Regions from separate parts of the Mus musculus genome. Here region 2 is linked to region 1. Evidence: chromatin contacts called from public Hi-C data. All regions are on one chromosome and are shown on one strand. The core of a region is the stretch at or near the end of the contact, and the rest is flanking DNA. Distances in the headings are between cores, read along the strand shown. Region 1 holds the start of Lynx1 (Ly6/neurotoxin 1). Region 2 overlaps Gm39556 (a long non-coding RNA gene).

Region 1 (6,773 bases), core at 3,535-6,034:
TTTATTTATTTATTTATCTATTTATTTAATGTGTGTGAGTACACTGTCACCGTCTTCTGACACACCAGAAGAGGATATCTGATCCCACTACAAATGGTTGAGAGCCACCATATGGTTGCTGGGAATTGAACCCAGGTCCACTGGAAGAGCAGTCAGTGCTCTCAACCACTGAGCCATCTCTCCAGTCATTTTGATCCTTGCCCATGCATGTATTGAGATTTACTTGATGGCTCAGAATATGGTCTGTCTGAATTACTTTTCTTTTTTAAAAATATTTTTAATTAGGTATTTTCCTCAATTACATTTCCAATGCTATCCCAAAAGTTCCCCCATAACCCCCCCCCCCACTCCCCTACCCACCCATTGCCACTTTTTGGCCCTGGTGTTCTCCTGTATTGGGGCATATAAAGTTTGCATATCCAATGGACCTCTCTTTCCAGTGATGGCCGACTAGGCCATCTTTTGATACATATGCAGCTAGAGTCAAGAGCTCCGGGGTACTGGTTAGTTCATAATGTTGTTCCACCTATAGGGTTGCAGATCCCTTTAGCTTCTTGGGCACTTTCTCTAGCTCCTCCATTGGGGGCCCTGTGATCCATCCAATAGCTGACTGTGAGCATCCACTTATGTGTTTGCTAGGCCCTGGCATTAGTCTCACAAGAGACAGCTATATCAGGGTCCTTTCAGCAAACTCTTGCTAGTGTATGCAATGGTGTCATCGTTTGGAGGCTAATTATGGGATGGATCCCTGGATATGGCAGTCTCTAGGTGGTCCATCCTTTTGTCTCAGCTCCAAACTTTGTCTCTGTAACTCCTTCCATGGGTGTTTTGTTCCCAATTCTAAGAAGGGGCAAAGTGCCCATACTTTGATCTTCATTCTTCTTCAGTTTCATGTGTTTTGCAAATTGTATCTTATATCTCAGATATACTAAGTTTCTGAGCTAATATCCACTTATCAGTGAGTACATATCATTTGAGTTCTTTTGTGATTGGGTAGCCTCACTCAGGATGATGCCCTCCAGGTCCATCCATTTGCCTAGGAATTTCATAAATTCATTCTTTTTAATAGCTGAGTAGTACTCCATTGTGTAAATGTACCACATTTTTCTGTATCCATTCCTCTGTTGAGGGGCATCTGGGTTCTTTCCAGCTTCTGGCTCTTATAAATAAGGCTGCTATGAACATAGTGGGGCATGTGTGACTTCTTATCAGTTGGAACATCTTCTGGATATATGCCCAGAAGAGGTATTGCGGGATCCTCCGGTAGTACTATGTCCAATTTTCTGAGGAACTGCCAGACTGATTTCCAGAGTGGTTGTACAAGCTTGCAATCCCACCAACAATGGAGGAGTGTTTCTCTTTCTCCACATCCCCTCCAGCATCTGCTGTCACCTGAATTTTTGATCTTAGCCATTCTGACTGGTGTGAGATGGAATCTCAGGGTTGTTTTGATTTGCATTTCTCTGATGATTAAGGATGCTGAACATTTTTTCAGGTGCTTCTCATCCATTCGGTATTCCTCAGATGAGAACTCTTTGTTTAGCTCTGAGCTCCATTTTTTAATGGGGTTATTTGATTTTCTGGAGTCCACCTTCCTGAGTTCTTTATATATATTGGATATTAGTCCCCTATCCGATTTGGGATAGGTAAAGATCCTTTCCCAGTCTGTTGGTGGCCTTTTTGTCTTATTGACGGTGTCTTTTGCCTTACAGAAGCTTTGCAGTTTCATGAGGTTCCATTTGTCAATTCTCGATCTTACAGCACAAGCCATTGCTGTTCTATTCAGGAATTTTTCCCCTGTGCCCATATCTTTGAGGCTTTTCCCCACTTTCTCCTCTATAAGTTTCAGTGTCTCTGGTTTTATGTGGAGTTCCTTGATCCACTTAGATTTGAGCTTAGTACAAGGAGATAGGAATGGATCAATTCGCATTCTTCTACATGATAACCACCAGTTGTGCCAGCACCACTTGTTGAAAATGCTGTCTTTCTTCCACTGGATGGTTTTAGCTCCCTTGTCGAAGATCAAGTGACCATAGGTGTGTGGATTCATTTCTGGGTCTTCAATTCTATTCCATTGGTCTACTTGTCTGTCACTATACCAGTACCAAGCAGTTTTTATCACAATTGCTCTGTAGTAAAGCTTTAGGTCAGGCATGGTGATTCCACCAGAGGTTCTTTTATCCTTGAGAAAAGTTTTTGCTATCCTAGGTTTTTTGCTATTCCAGATGAATTTGCAGATTGCTCTTTCTACTTCGTTGAAGAATTGAGTTGGAATTTTGATGGGATTGCATTGAATCTGTAGATTGCTTTTGGCAAGATAGCCATTTTAAGGCTATACTCAACAAAACTGGAAAACCTGGATGAAATGGACAAATTTCTAGACAGATACCAGGTACCAAAATAAAATCAGGATCAAGTTAACGATCTAAACAGTCCCATATCCCCTAAAGAAATAGAAGCAGTCATTAATAGTCTCTCAGCCAAAAAAAAAAAAAAAAACCCAGGACCAGGTGGGTTTAGTGCAGAGTTCTATCAGATCTTCAAAGAAGATCTAATTCCAGTTCTACACAAACTATTCCACAAAAAAGAAGTAGAAGGTACTCTACCCAACTCATTCTATGAAGCCACAATTACTCTGATACCTAAACCACAGAAAGATCCAACAAAGATAGAGAACTTCAAACCAATTTCCCTTATGAATATCGATGCAAAAATACTCAATAAAATTCTAGCTAACCGAATCCGAGAACACATTAAAACAATCATCCATCCTGACCAAGTAGGTTTTATTCCAGGGATGCAAGGATGGTTTAATATATGGAAATCCATCAACGTAATCCATAATATAAACAAACTCAAAGACAAAAACCACATGATCTCCTTAGACGCGGATAAAGCATTCGACACGATCCAACACCCATTCATGATAAAAGTCTTGGAAAGATCAGGAATTCAAGGCCCATACCTAAACATGATAAAAGCAATCTACAGCAAACCAGTAGCCAACATCAAAGTAAATGGAGAGAAGCTGGAAGCAATCCCACTAAAATCAGGGACTAGACAAGGCTGCCCACTTTCTCCCTACCTATTCAAAATTGTACTTGAAGTCCTAGCCAGAGCAATTCGACAACAAAAGGAGATCAAGGGGATACAAATTGGAAAAGATGAAGTCAAAATATCACTTTTTGCAGATGATATGATAGTATATATAAGTGACCCTAAAAATTCCACCAGAGAACACCTAAACCTGATAAACAGCTTCGGTGAAGTAGCTGGATATAAAATTAACTCAAACAAGTCAATGGCCTTTCTCTACACAAAGAATAAACAGGCTGAGAAAGAAATTAGGGAAACAACACCCTTCTCAATAGTCACAAATAATATAAAATATCTTGGAGTGACTCTAACTAAGGAAGTGAAAGATCTGTATGATAAGAACTTCAAGTCTCTGAAGAAAGAAATTAAAGAAGATCTCAGAAGATGGAAAGATCTCCCATGCTCATGGATTGGCAGGATCAACATTGTAAAAATGGCTATCTTGCCAAAAGAAATCTACAGATTCTGAATTACTTTTCTATTGGTGGGACAAAACACCACGATTAAGGCAACTTATAAAAGACAGCATTTAATTTTGGCTTACCATTTCAGAAAGGTGGAGCCCAGGAGTGGAGGAGCAAAGGCACGGAGGCAGGAAGAGCTGAGAGCTCAGCCTCAATTCTCTCCCCCACCCCCATGCAGGATTGATGCTTCATCCACCTGCACACCTCCTCCAAAAAGAGCACACCTTTTAGTCCCCACCCCCTGCCCACATCGGGGACCAAATATTTAAGCATATGACTCTATGGGAGCCGATCTTATTTCTGCGCACTGCCACACGGTCTTTGTGGATGGTTTGGAGGAACGGGTATGTTTTCTCAAGGACTAGAGTTTATTGGTTGTTTGTCTCCGTTGTTTTTATTTTTATTTGTTTTTTTTTTCAAGACAGGGTTCCTCCGTGTAACGAGCCCTGGCTGCCCTGGAACTTCCTTTGTAAACCAGGCTGGCCTTGAACTCACAGAAATCCACCTGCCTCTACCTCCCAGCTCCTACTCCTCTGGTGTGTTTGTCTTAGTTCTAAGGCCCCTTGTATGTATGTGCGCATGCACCTGCTGGAAGAATGCCCTATGCACTCTTCGCTATTACTACAGACTTTATTTTCTTCCTCCCACAACAGGAAAAAAAGTAGGATTCGTGAAGAACTATTAAAATTTGGCTGCTTTTGAAACACAATAAAAATAAAATGAATTTTAGCTACATAGAGCAATTATTTAGTGGCACACTTTTGATGGTAAGAACTGCTTGTCAGCCATTGGATTCCTCTAAGGCTTGCTCGAAAGCGTTGCTATGGATCCCAAGTAAGGGCAGAGGTGCGGTGAGGTCCTTCTCCAGGTAGTGCCTCTTCCCAGAGTCAGCATGCCCACACAGTGCAGCTTGGTCTGTGGGGGCAGGGCAGCAGGGATGAGGAGAGCTACGGCAAAACCTGAGGAGAATTTTCAGGAGGTGTATACTCTCCTCTGGGTCGCTACTGGGAATCTTCACATGAGTAGGTGCATTCTGATGCCCAGCGATGCCCAGGCTTTGCTCACTAGGTCCATTACCAGAAAGAGTTTATCCCGGAGACTGAGCCTACAGAAGGCAGGCTGGGGCGGGGTTTGAGCGGTCTCCGGGGCGGAGCGTGTGTCCTGGGGGCGGGGTGGGCGGGGCCAGTCGTGAGCAGGCACTGCGGATCTGTTGCCCCGGCGGAGCCTACTTGGCCTGCCTGCGATGCGGTACCAACACCGCACGAAGTGTGTACAGATTCCCAGTTAGACAGCAGGAGGGACCTGGGAGCGGCCAGGGGTGAGTTTCCATGACGATAGGGATCGTGGTGGTGAAGGGCAAGGGCGAGGTCACTCCACACCCAGCCCGCCCTGGGAGTCCTTCCAAGCAAGACTGCAGTCTTTCGGGCGGAGCTCCCCGAGATGGGGCAGGCTCAGTCGAGCCTCAGGCCAGGCCTGAGGCAGGACTTCAGCATCCCGGGCTGGCACCTAGAAAATGGGTCATAAAGGGTGGGTTGTCTTCCGGGAGGGTATTTTGGTACCCCTACAGCAAGGGCCGGCCCGAGTCTATAGGCAGGGAGGAGAGTATTAGTTCACATCCCCCTCCAACAGTCCCAAACACCAGACCCAGCCTACGGAGCTCTGTCTCGGGCAAGCATCGTCCGGCCCCTTCCCCTGTGGTGAAGGAGTCACACAGCCCTGCACTTCTCTGCGCACGGGGGTTGGGGAGACTTCACGCAGTGAGAGCAAACGCGAGAAGGACCCCTGCCCCACGAAGAGTCCAAACCTGGCTTCCAGTCTTATTTTGGCAAGCCTCTTGCACTCTGGGCTTTGCCAGGAAGAGACTGCATGCCAAGTATCCCCTGCAAAAAAAAAAAAAAAAAAAGACCCCCTGGGTGAAGTTCTCTTTGTGTTTGGCATTCAAGGACTCTGGGACTTCCTGGTTTTCATTGATGTTGCCCATTTTTCCCCGTCTTTAGCTCCCTCCGCCCTCCCTTTTTGCTTGCTTTTGGTCGGAATGCTCCATATCCCACTCCCTCCTCCCATCTCCAGGTAACTGGAAATCAGTGACACCCACTGAGCTGGGAGGGCTCTTGTGCCCGCCCCAGCCCAGCTGTCATTACAAATCTCTGTCATCGTCTATGCAGGGATGTTTTATCTCTAAGAGACCAAGAGCTCAGGCAGGGCTTCTGTGCCCTGCTTCCTCCCTGGCTTGAGCTGGATCCTGGACCAGCTGCTGACCTCCTGTTCACTCTGGCACTGCCCTCACGTCTCCGTCATGACCCATCTGCTCACAGTGTTCCTGGTGGCCCTGATGGGCCTGCCTGTGGGTAAGGTGGACAGAGGCTAGAGGGACCCGGTTGAAGCCTGACCCTGGGAAAAGGTGGGTGGAGAAAGGGCAGGCTGGCCAGAATTCTCTCCCCTTCTGGATGTCCTGATCTGGCCGCCAGTGGAAGTGGGAGGTTGCCTGGAGACAGCTGGGGTCTGACTGACAGGAAAAGGATTTCTTCCTGCTCTCTGATCCCCATCCTCATCCACAGCCCAGGCTCTGGAGTGCCACGTGTGTGCCTACAATGGAGACAACTGCTTCAAACCCATGCGCTGCCCAGCCATGGCCACCTACTGTATGACCACACGAACTTGTGAGTCTGGCATCCTGGAGGGAGGCTTCTACCTGCACTGGTGGACAAGCTAAGACTGGGCTATCCAAGGTTCTGATCCTCTCTTCTGTAACCTTCTTGTGTCTGTCCCCTGCAGACTTCACCCCATACCGGATGAAGGTGAGGAAGTCCTGTGTCCCCAGCTGCTTTGAAACCGTGTACGATGGCTATTCCAAGCATGCATCTGCCACCTCCTGTTGCCAGTACTACCTCTGCAACGGTGCTGGCTTTGCTACCCCGGTGACCTTGGCCCTGGTCCCAGCACTCCTAGCTACCTTCTGGAGCTTGCTGTAAAGCTCGGTTCCCCAAGCCAGATCCACTCAAACGCAACACTCTCAAAAAACACAGTTTCCCTCTCTCTCCCAATTCACTCCACCCAACGCTCTTCCTTCTGACACTCCTCAACTACCACGAGGTCCCATGGCTACCTACGAAAGAACTGATGGCATCCAGATACCTCACTCCAAGGTCATTTTCAGAAGGCTGACATGTGGACCTGTAATGTGCCCACCCATGGGTGGGGCAGGCTGGGCTT
Region 2 (6,124 bases), core at 1,049-3,548, 180 kb before region 1:
TAATGTAAAATATGTGTACCTTTGATGGGATGGTCACAGGAGATTTACCTATGGCTGTTCTGAGTCTTTTGCTGTCTAGTTTTTGTTGTTGTTGTTGTTGTTTTGTTTTGTTTTTGTTTTTGTTTTTTGTGTTTTGCTTTTTCCTTTAAGTCAGTTCTGGTAAAATGAAACTTACAAACTGATTTTTATGGTTTGGTAAAAAAAATTAGTATCACTTTATAAAAACTCTATTTTATGGTTCAAAGCTATTAGGTTGGGGTGTTTTGCTCTTATTGGTATTCCCACACACCGGAGTACTGATCCTGAGCCTTGATATAATGCCAGTTGTTTGTCTGTCTGTAAAGCTTTTGGAACAGAACTTAATATTTATCTGTAGATTCCTACAACAGGGGCTCCAGGGAACAAAGGAAAATGGAAAAAAAACAAAACAAAACAAAACAGACGTTAGGGTTAAAAAGTGAGTCAAGAAACACCACGGAAGTTAAATAAAGCCAGGTATGAGATAGCCAAATAAGACAAAGGATGGAACTATTGACTATCTGGGCTTGCTCCTATGGGTGGTAACAGAAAAGGTGTGCTTACCTACAATATTCACTGCTAGGGCTTAAGGGCGTGGATGTGCTAAAACTCACCTCACAAATATTCATGGAACTCCTTTAAAATCCTCAGCAGAGACCCCCTCGGCTCGCTCCCCATCTTCAACAGCCCCCTCCAATCTCATTGCTATCTTTAGCTTTCTGAAATAAACCACTTCTTTGCTAAATAAATGTAAACAGTCTATGCTGCCTCTTGACTTCATTCGTTCCTTCAGGAAGGTAAGAACCAAAGCCTCCCTTCCTGTAGCCTCTACCTCAAAGGACTGCGTGACCTCCCGTGGGATGAGGCCTGCCTCAAAGCTCCCCCAGGGACTGCCAAGCAACCCCTGTGCCACACATCTGTGCAAACTCCAGGGCTCTTCCCAAGGGATGGCCATCTGCTCTGAGGAATGACACGTGACACCCAAGTGATGCCCCCAGCCATCCACGGTTGACAGAGTCCCAAGGCCCCTAGAGCTCCTCAGTTGACTTAATTTCGCTTAGAGGTGTTTTTGGTTTGTTTCGTTTTTTAAAATTATGGACTTGCTGTGGAGTCCAAAGTGAGCTTGCGGTGAGCCTCTTTCCTGGGCCTCCCAACTTCTGGTATTACAGGCATTTGCGCTATATTGCTTTACAGTGTTAAAGGCCTTTATGAAGAAGTTTCCAGAAATTGTCTGAAATATTGCCTTGGTTCAAACACTCTCTCAGTCATGATTTCTATCCTTTTTTTTTTTTCTTTTTTTTTTTTTTTTAATACTGAGCCTTGAATCCAGGATTGTGTGCGTGTTAGACAAGCCCTCTGCCTGGTTTACGTGTATGACTTTAGTCAACTACAAACATTGCTGACGTCACAACCCCACACTGATTCAGGGTTCCCAGGTGATTGCTTGCTTCCCCGACTCCTGCCCACTCTACCCACTGTGAAACAAGTCCCTGTCCGGTAACCAACCGTTCTGTGTTAAGTCCAAGGAAAGAGGAGTTAAGAACTGGCACCACGGTCAGCCTTCCTGCCAGCCACTTTGTGAACTTGACTGTAGAAAGCCTTCTGGGGTGCCTCTTGGCAGGAATCTGACATTGGCCAAGGACAGGGAAATGGGTTTCAGACCAGAATCTGACATTGGCCATGATAAGGAAGTAAGCTCAGGTAGGAATCTGACATTGGAGCATGACAAAGAAATAACTGCAGAGCCAGGCGTGGTGGCACACGCCTTTAATCCCAGCACTCGGGAGGCAGAGGCAGGCCGATTTCTGAGTTCAAGGCCAGCCTGGTCTACAAAGTGAGTTCCAGGAAAGCCAGGGCTACACAGAGAAACCCTGTCTCAAAAAAAAAAAAAAAAAAGGGCTCATGCTGCAGCGTTGTTCAATCGTCTCTTTCTTTTCAATCCTCACTCCTGTGCTGGAGAACCCGTTGACTGACTGAGAGGGCTTGGTCACTTGATGACAAGGTTGTTACAGACAACCCAAAGCCAAGCCATGGGCACTCAGACACTGAAAAATATTCTAAGGAGATGGTCAGATCAAATCCCAGCCCCATCTTTATACAATGCATGGCACTATCTGTGGATACCCAAATAGTAAGTGGGGGAGGGCTACTGACTGGCGAGGCGAAGCAAGCAGGATCGGGGGTGTTGGAGTCGCAGTTTCACAAATCGGATTGACAGGGTGTGGTAGTTCACCCGGAAGGCTCCTCCGCGGGGACCTCAGCTGGCAGACTTAAGGTGAGAGGGGTGTATCCAGATCCGGTCCACCTTAACAGCCATAGGTGTGGTCAGGATGGCAGTGTGAGGCCCTTTCCTGCCAGGTTCCAGAGTCTTGTGGTTGTGTCTCTGAATCCAGACAGATTCTGGTTTCACCTGGTTCAAAGCAGTGGGGGTTAGGGAGAGGAACTGACTCATAAACCTGGCACACGGCAGGCCAGAGTTGCTTCTGGACCCTATGGAGGGCTTCCAAGGATTTAAAAAACTTATTTTGGTCATATTCTGCTAAGATATCAGACTGGAGGTTAGGCAGCAGGGGAGGGGTCTCCCATATAGGATCTAAAAAAAAAGAGGGGGACCTAAAATATAGGGGATGTTCCTAGCTCTATATAAGACAAGGAGAGACACTCAGTCAGCGCCAGTTTCAGGGGTTAATTTGGTCAAGGTCTCCTTCAGGGTCTGATTCATCCTCTTTACTTGCCCCGAATGCTGGAGTCTGGATGCACAATGCAATTTTCAACTGGTCCCCAGCACCTGTGCTAGAGCTTGTCAGACCCAAGCTGAGTAGGCAGGCCATACATACCTGGGTCTGAGGCCCTCCAGAAGCTGCTTTGCCAGGACATTGGGAGTCTCCTTCTTTGTAGGGTAGACTTCTACCCATCCTGAAACGGTATCTATAAAAATAACAAGCCGGGTGTGGCGGCGCACGCCTTTAATCCCAGCCCTCGGGAGGCAGAGGCAGGCGGATTTCTGAGTTCAAGGCCAGCCTGGTCTACAAAGTGAGTTCCAGGACAGCCAGGGCTATACAGGGGGTGAGCACCCCCTTTTGCTATCCCCTTTCTCTGAGGGTGTTGGATCTCCAGAGGCCCAGGTGTAGAGAACTCGACCCCCAGAAACTCCGCTTGATGACAGGTCACTGTAATGACAAGAGGTTTTATTACGACGACTCGCGTAGGGTTGCTCAGCCTCGCAGGGAGAGTCAACCCCGATTTGTAAAAAGTACACCTCTTTGATACTCTTTTAAGGGGGGTCATGCAGTTATTTTATTATTGCTTAGCAAAGCAGCGGCACATTTTTAATTTGGCAGAAAACTCTGTCAGCAAGATCTAAGCAGTTTGTGGTTTTCAGACTGAGGCGGGTAGGGGAGTTTTCTCAAGGACTGTTATTTCTGGCAGCTGTAGTCATCATAACCTTGAAAGACCCCACCATAAGGCTTAGCAAGCTAGCTGCAGTAACGCCATTTTGCAAGGCATGAAAAAGTACCAGAGCTGAGTTCTCAAAAGTTACAAGGAAGTTTAGTTAAAGAATAAGGCTGAATAATACCGGGACAGGGGCCAAACAGGATATCTGTGGTCAAGCACCTGGGCCCCGGCTCAGGGCCAAGAACAGATGGTACTCAGATAAAGCGAAACCAGCAACAGTTTCTGGAAAGTCCCACCTCAGTTTCAGGTTCCCCAAATGACCGGGAAATACCCCAAGCCTTATTTAAACTAACCAATCAGCTCGCTTCTCGCTTCTGTACCCGCGCTTTTTGCCCCCCAGCCCTAGCCCTATAAAAAGGATAAAAACTCCACACCCGGCGCGCCAGTCATCCGATAGACTGAGTCGCCCGGGTACCCGTGTTCCCAATAAAGCCTTTTGCTGTTTGCATCCGAATCGTGGTCTCGCTGATCCTTGGGAGGGTCTCCTCAGAGTGATTGACCACCCAGCTTGGGGGTCTTTCAACCTTTAGTCAGTCCCTGTAGATAGGGAAGGGGTTGGGTCTTGAATTTGTTTACACTGGCAGGGAAAAGGAAAATTCTTTTTTTTTTTTTGGTTTTATGGTTTTTTTTGTTTTTTTGTTTTTAGAGACAGGGTTTTTCTGTATAGATCTGGCTGTCCTGGAACTCACTCTGTAGACCAGGCTGGCCTTGAACTCAGAAATCCACCTACCTCTGCCTCCCGAGTGCTGGGATTAAAGGCATGTGCCACCACCCCTAACAGGGAAAATTCTTTAAGCAGCAGGAGACAGCAGGAGATGGGGAGAAGCACTGCAAACAGCTTGCAGCAGGAGACAAGGGGAAGCAAGCTCTGCAAATAGCTTTGGTGAAATAGCCAAGCTGAAAACTGTATTTCTTCAAGGGCTAAGGCTGACCACTCCAATAAGGCTCTTCTTAGGGTCTTAAAAGCTATGTCCAGCCTGGCAGTGGTGGCGCATGCCTTTAATCCCAGCACTTAGGAGGCAGAGACAGTCGAATTTCTGAGTTTGAGGCCAGCCTGGTCTACAGAGTGAGTTCCAGGACAGCCAGGACTGCACAGAGAAACCCTGTCTCGAAAAACCAAAAACCAAACCAAAACAAACCAAAACAAAACAACAACAACAAAAAAAAACATGTCCATCTCAGAGATCTATTTTATTTTGTCTTCTTGGCCTCTGGGGGCCTCATCTAATGGTTTAGCTATCTCAGTGTCTGGTACCCAAAGACTACAGAACCTGGCAGATTCCAGAAATTCCCATACTTGCCTTCAGGTTGATGGAGCTGGGATGCTAAGGACGGTTTGCTTCCAGGCGACCGACAGCATGCATTGGCCAGCCCCTCCCCCCTTGAATATGTACCCCAGGTAGGTGACCTCAAGTTGACAAATCTGGACCTTCTTAGCAGACACTCAGTAGCCAAGTTGACTCAGTTCTCATGTGGCCTTCCTGGAAGGTCTCCAAGTTGGGGTTGGAGGCACAATACATACTGGAGTACAGTCCTTACGCAGTGCCTCAAAGGTGGTGGGTGAGTTTTTGAATCCTTGAGGCAGGTGTGTCAGTTGTCCCTTAAAACCCCTCTGCAAGTCTTGCCATTCAAACCGCAAATAGAAACTGGCTTTGAGTGCCAGAGGCAGGCCACAAAGCTATTCAGTGTGGCTGAAGCTGTCAGGGGCAGTTTGGTTAACAAAAGCCATGTTCACAGCTATTGGTGTTCTCTGGCTTCTGGGTCAAAAGCAGGGTAGGTCCTATAGGCTTCAAAAAGTCTTTCTAGATATTCTCTGAGGCTCTCATTCTTTCTCTGCATCACCTGGCTCACCTTAGATAAATTTGTGGGCCGCCCGTTAGAATCTGGCCATAGACCCGGAGCTTCTCACCTCTCCTTACCTTGGGGAGCGTTAAAATCCCAGTCAAATGAAAGGCTGCATCGATAGATATCAGCCTGAACAGAGTAGGCAGTCCATTTGCTCCCAGAACCAAATTTCTGGGCGGGGTCCCAGGATCCTCTCCCTCCCACTCTGTTGTGAAGAGGACCAGGAGCAGTTGCTGACAGTCATCCAGGGTAGGTAAGTCAGTCAGCATGATTGAAACTAGAAGACCCGTGAGAGCTGATGGTCTTTCTAAAAATGGGGGGGTTCTGTAACTTCTGGCTGTAAAGATCATTACTGGCAAATAACACATATGACATGAACTGTCTTCCCTGAGCATCTGGGGGTCCCGTACTTACTGGAGAAGTAAGACCATGGTAGAGTCGGCTCACTATCTAGGCAATTGGGGCCAGAGTGTGAGGTGGACTCCAAGTGAAGTCAGAAGAGTCAGGGGCTGCTCTTCCCTCTTCTGCCTGTGCTGGCTAGGCAGAGGTAGCAGCAGCAGGGGCAGCAGAAACAGGAACAGGGACTTCTTGGAAGTTGAAAGAGGAAGCAAGGCAGGGGGCCGAGGCTGACCATCCTTTAGAGGAAAAAGGGTGGGGAGCAGTGAGGCCCATAGCACTTGTTCTGGGTGCCCCAAGCCTCATAAACTAAACCCTCACCTTGTAAATGACGGGGAGATGGAAAGTCCCCTCCTTAGGCCATCCGACTTTACAGGTGGGCCATTCACTCCTGCAAAAGATGGGTTAG

The links. A called contact is a pair of places that touch in the nucleus more often than the background predicts.
Region 2: a contact with region 1 is called in a Hi-C map of B cells, with 55 read pairs. A contact is called at or near these places in 4 of 39 promoter capture datasets (embryonic stem cells, hippocampal neurons, pre-B cells and 1 more), 27 of 484 Hi-C or Micro-C datasets (B cells, CD4 T cells, CD8 T cells and 18 more), 14 of 130 datasets of targeted methods (CD8 T cells, the HPC-7 cell line, double positive thymocytes and 9 more) and 4 of 9 other capture datasets (adipose tissue, embryonic stem cells, liver and 1 more).

Annotation. Positions count from the first base shown.
Region 1 is chr15:74,750,990-74,757,762 of GRCm38.p6, reverse strand. Lynx1 (Ly6/neurotoxin 1) reads left to right here and starts at 4,784. Exons shown (of 4, transcript NM_011838.4): 1 at 4,784-4,878; 2 at 5,726-5,908; 3 at 6,119-6,220; 4 at 6,336-6,773. The coding sequence starts at 5,857. The coding sequence ends at 6,532.
Region 2 is chr15:74,931,590-74,937,713 of GRCm38.p6, reverse strand. It overlaps Gm39556 (a long non-coding RNA gene), which reads right to left. Exons shown (of 5, transcript XR_003951655.1): 2 at 6,037-6,106; 3 at 5,394-5,954; 4 at 2,856-3,188; 5 at 2,272-2,428. Among named protein-coding and RNA genes, the nearest start is that of Gm39556, 8.2 kb to the right of the region's middle.